Regions from separate parts of the Xenopus laevis genome. Here region 2 is linked to region 1. Evidence: chromatin contacts called from public Hi-C data. All regions are on one chromosome and are shown on one strand. The core of a region is the stretch at or near the end of the contact, and the rest is flanking DNA. Distances in the headings are between cores, read along the strand shown. Region 1 holds the start of ubtd2.L (ubiquitin domain-containing protein 1-like). Region 2 overlaps ubtd2.L (ubiquitin domain-containing protein 1-like).

Region 1 (2,700 bases), core at 49-2,548:
CTCTCACCCTGTTATGTGTTTGAGGTACTAGAACCAACTGCCTCTCACTGCATCATGTTATATACAGGTATTCAGAAAGTTCTTTCCCTGTAGTATTAAAACGGTACCCTGTTCTTGATCCCAACTATGATATAATTAATCCTTTGGAAGCAAACTAAACTATTGGGTATGTATGAGTAATGTTCTTTTTCTAAATCCCTTGTGTATTTAATGTTAACATGATTTTCTAGTAGACTTAAGGTATGAAGATCCAAATTATGGAAAGATCTGTTATCCAGAAAACCCCAGGCCCTGAGCATTATGGATAACAGGTCCCATACCTGTACTTTATTCGGTATTCAGTAGCCATTGTGCTCAGTGTATGTAAACTTTATTTCATCGATGTGGTGACCATAATACGTTAAAGGGATTCTGTCATGATTTTTATGATGTATTTTTTATTTCTAAATTACACTGTTTACACTGCAAATAAGTCACTCAATATAAAATGTAATTTCTGACCAGCAAATGTATTTTTTTAGTTGTATTAGTTGTCTGTAGGCAGCCATCTCAGGTCATTTTACCTGGTCATGTGCTTTCAGAAAGAGCCAGCACAAGAAGGGAACTGCTTTCTGGCAGGCTGTTGTTTCTCCAACTGAATGTAACTGAATGTGTCGCAGTGGGACCTGGATTTTACTATTGAGTGCTGTTCTTGGATCTACAAGGGAGCTGTTATCTTGTGATAGGGAGCTGCTATGTGGTTACCTTCCCATTGTTCTATTGTTAGGCTGCTGGGGGGGAGGAAGGGAGAGGGTTCCACCTGGCCGGTAAAAATGATGCTTGATGCCAATAAGGATATAGGAAGGCCAGTATTTTTTTCCAGAAAAGGTGGCAACCCTAGATATCACTCCAACTTGCAGTACAACAGTAAGTGACTGAAGTTTATCAGAGCACAAGTAACATGGCTGGGGGCAGCTGGGAAACTGACAATATGTCTAGCCCTATGCCAAAACTAAGTATAAAAAAAAATCTGTTTGCTCTTTTGAGAAATGGATTTCAGTGCAGTAGTCTATCTGCTGGAGCAGCTCTATTTACTGATGTGTTTTGAAAAGAACATATTTTCCCATGACAGTATCCCTTCAGTTCAGGAAATCCACGCACTGCCCCTACTTTACTCATGAATGACAGAACACTTCCAGTAAAACGCCACACCATCCACTGAACAGAAACTCAATCGCACCGCAACGTCACAGTAAACGGGGCGGGGACTGTGGCATCTACTGGGAGGCGAATGCGTGACGTCACATGCGCGGACACGAGCAATTATTCTCCTTTGCCGCCCGTGCCCGCTTTCGGGACTGCGCTGCGTGAGCGCGCCCGCCTGCCTCTTTGAAGGCGAGAGAGCGGTAACTGCAGAGGCTGCCCCCGTCGGCGGCACCCATGGGAGGGTGTGTGGGCACTCACCACGACTCCTCGGGAAGCCTGAACGAGAACTCAGACGGGACCGGAGGTGGGTGAAAAAAGAAGAGATGGGGGAGGTTGATTGGAAGGGAGAGTGGGGGAGGAGGAGGAGGGGAGATAGGGAGAGATCCGCTGCTCTTTTGTCTCATATTGGCCCGATACACAGAATCACCCCCTGCGGGGGGCACTACCAATCTGCTTTTCCGCTTAACCCCCCTACTGATGGGCAAGGTGGTAGCACCCACCATTCCCGAAGGGCCCTTACTGGCTCAGCTTGGGATGCCAGCTACCCCTTATGGGTTGGTAAGTGCACACAGTAACCCACATGAAAGGACCTGACTTGCTGTCAGCTTTTCTTCATTTTGTCCCAGCTTGTTTCTAATAACATCCCCTTCAACTATTGCTACTAGTGATCAGCTACTTGTGTATGGGAACTATGTGACACAATATGCAGGTTTCATTATTATTGAATTATTCTGGGAGATAGAATTCAGTGGGTGCACAAAAAAAAAATCCCATATAAGTGTAATAAACTTGCCTTTTAGATATGCTATCTGTTTGATATGCTACATACCACTCACAGGCCTTTTATTCATTTAAATGTGACGTATACCCAAAAATATATATATTTTTTTCCCCCTAATGAAAGAAATTGTCATTCTGAGCAACTCTCCGGTTTCTACGTTCATTGCAACTTTTTAAAGTTATTCACAACTATTACTTTTAGGGCGTTATCAGTCTGTCTCCTTCTGTTCTCTGCCCTGGGGCAATCTGACCAGAGTCTGACTGGCCCACCGGGATACCAGGAAAAGACCCGGTGAGCCCAGGTGTCAGTGGGCCCTTGTGCTGCTAAACATTTGGCCTATTTCTTGGTCATTCCCTATTTCTCTGAGAAAAAGAGGCTAAATAGATGGAATAATCGATTATAATATGAAAAGAGACTATTAGAATAGAGTTTGAGTGAGGAGAGGAAGAATAATAGTACTGACAGTGCCCCTGGTCTAAGATTTTTTGGTGGGCCCCTGGTCTAAGGGTTTTAGGTGGGCCCCTGGTGTCCCAGTCCAACGCTGAATCTGACTTATGAAGCAATGTAGCAGAAGCCAACTGATGTGAAAGAAGCACGGCTGACTTATGCTACATTGTGGGATTGCCAAAAAAGGTCAGACCGATAATGCTTTTTACAAATAATATTGTCGTTTTGGGTCTAATATCGGCACAACAAAATATATCTTGACATTGCCTACGTTTGAAAGAGAAGTG
Region 2 (2,711 bases), core at 170-2,669, 59 kb after region 1:
TAGAAAAAAAGTTGTCTCAGTCCTAATATTTATGGACATAACTGTATGTGCTGCTGCCTGCTGTGGGCACAGAGCCGTACATGTCAGAGGCGTATTCCTGTAGTGCGGTTCAGTTGTGCTCAGAGAAGCATGACAGCTAAAGGCACCCGTGCATAAGCAACTGTCATTTATTTTGGCTCAACCAGTGAAGCAACCCATAGCAACGTATGGGATATTTGCTTTCATGCTTCTAACTGCACACTACTGTATCAGAGCTGTTTGGTTGTGGAACACTGGCACAAATTTGTACTAGGTTAGTCATTGAAGGCAAAACTATAATTATCTATAATGTTGCATTAGAACCTATTGCATAAAATAGTCCTTTGAAGGAAGGAATTGTTCAGTGTAAAAATAAAAACTAGGTAAATAGGCTGTGCAAAATAAAAAAATTTCCTAATATAGTTAGTTAGCCAAAAATGTAATGTATAAAGGCTGGAGTGAGTGGATGTGTAACATAATAGCCAGAACACTACTTCCTGTTTTGTAGCTCTCTTGGTTTCCACTGATTGGTTACCAGGCAGTAACCAATCAGTAACTTGAGGGGGGGAGGCACATAGGTCATATCTGTTGCTTTTGAATCTGAGCTGAATGCTGAGGGTCAATTGCAAACTCACTGAGCAGTTATGTCCCACGTGGCCCCCCCTTCAAGTCGCTGACTAACTCAGTGTTAGAGAGCTTAAAAGCAGGAGGTAGTGCTCTGGCTATAAGGTTAGATTCCCAGTCCCTCTAGCCTTTATATTACTTATTTTTTGGCTAACGAACTATATTAGAATCATTTTTTATTTTGCACAGCCTATCTATTTACCCAATTTTTATTTTCACATTGAACTGTTCCTTTAACCCATGTGACACATCTGCCGGCTGTGCCTACTTTAATGAGTCCCTTCTTTCTTTTCCTTATGAGAGCTAAAAGGCCAGCTGCTTGCAGTATCAGATGACCGTTGGGTGGTACTGTTCCAGACCATTGGGTTGGCTTGACTTCAGTACATAGTGTAGCAATTGATTGCTTAGCTAATGTGGGTTATAGCGTTTCCCCCTCGGGTGCAATTCTGTTTTGTGGTGTTACAGGGACTAAATCTTGATCGGTTAATACTTATTCCTTTCCATGTACTCAGGTTTTTACATTGGCCGGGTTTCACGTTGTAACTTCTCCATAGAGGAACCTGATCACCAGAACGTATTATTAGTGCTTGTTTCTGCCATGGAGGATGAGGTCACGGGACTTGCACAGAAGAATCGCCAGTAACCGCAAACCATTCCCTTCCATGTCTGCTCGCTATGCGCAGAACAGCACCAGCTGACACCAATAAAGGCTGAGCAATAGTCTTGCATTGTTAATGGGGAGCAGCTGAGAGTCACCGGGCACATCAGAGTGCTTGTGTTCTGAGCTCCTGGCCAGATGAGCAAGAGACATCTGCTTAACTTGTGAGTGCCATCTGCAGGCAACCAAAGGAATTGCTATGAACCAGTGATTAGCTGGCTTTGTTGAAATACTATTCCAGGGAATATTCATGAACAACCACAGCAAATTTGAAGTGTGTAGAGGAAGTGGTTTTGGAGTAATTCCCTATCATATACTAAGAGGTTACCAAAAACGCGCAGTTTTGCGTCCTAACAACGCCCATAGCTAGCGCACCATATACGGCGATACGGTGAGTCAGGTGTCAAATTGTTCCCCTCGATGAGACCTTCGATTACCCACCTTCAAAACTTCGAAATTCCAAATAAAAAATATTTTTTTTCTTCGCCAATACCTTGCGCGGTTTCGGTAATCGAAATAACGCGCCACGCTGTTATCGGATTTTTTCGATTTTTGGTTCGTTTGTTTGCCTTGAGATGGGTAACCCGAAACCACAGCGACTCACTTCCTCAGAATCACGGTTTCAAAGTATGTTTTGCTAGAATTACCACCAGTGGTAATGGGTTTCTGGTTCTAGCATAATAAAAAATTCCATACAAAATTTTATATCTAGAATGCATCTGGGGACCCTAAAATGCGCTCCCCAGCAAAAAAATCTACTTTTGCATATTTTGCCGCCCCCAGGAGTTATTCTCTCAAGTCATCCTGTTGAGGCTTCAGTATTCAATTACAAGTATGAAATAAAAATCACTTTTATATTTTAACCAAGGGGGAGTATTTTGGTTTTTGCGGGATAGTGTTACGCTTCTTATTTCCCATACAGTGGTTTCGGTCTTTCTTATCTGTGATGGGCATTTCTGTGAGTACATTCTTTATTTGCCTTAAAAGAACAGTAACTTAAAAAAATAAAAGTGTTTTAAGGGTCAGGGCAGATTCGGAAGGATTAGTAGCCCGACGACAAATCTCCTCTTTTTCGGGGTGACATCTCTCCGAACTGCCTTCCCAACTGCTAAAATGTAAATCGCCGGTGGGATGGCATTTGGAGCAATTCGTTTTCCAAAGTCGCACGGTTTCCTCGTCAGGCGACTTCGGTAAACGAACTGATCCGAATGCCATTCCGCCGGCAATTTACATTTTAGCCGGCAGGAGGCAGTTCAGGGAGATTAGTCGCCCCAAAAAAGAGGAGATTTGTGGCTGGGCGACTAATCTCCCCAATTCTGCCTGTGTGTCCTGACCCTTAAAGTAATAAAGAATATAATGCAGTGTTGCCCTGCACTAGTAAAACTCATGTGTTTGCTTCAGAAACACTACT

What was found. A called contact is a pair of places that touch in the nucleus more often than the background predicts.
Region 2: a contact with region 1 is called in a Hi-C map of the XL177 cell line, with 5 times the contacts expected there. The contact joins the enhancer-like site here to the promoter of ubtd2.L in region 1. A contact is called at or near these places in 2 of 4 Hi-C or Micro-C datasets (the XL177 cell line and the XTC cell line).

Annotation. Positions count from the first base shown.
Region 1 is chr3L:48,932,598-48,935,297 of Xenopus_laevis_v10.1, forward strand. ubtd2.L (ubiquitin domain-containing protein 1-like) reads left to right here and starts at 1,299. Exons shown (of 3, transcript XM_018252159.2): 1 at 1,299-1,489. The coding sequence starts at 1,420.
Region 2 is chr3L:48,991,077-48,993,787 of Xenopus_laevis_v10.1, forward strand. All of the region lies in intron 2 of ubtd2.L (ubiquitin domain-containing protein 1-like), which reads left to right. Among protein-coding and RNA genes, the nearest start is that of stk10.L, 20 kb to the right of the region's middle. Within about 2 kb of position 1,420, at least 2 of the 7 cell types and tissues checked have an H3K27ac peak or open chromatin away from gene starts, as enhancers often do.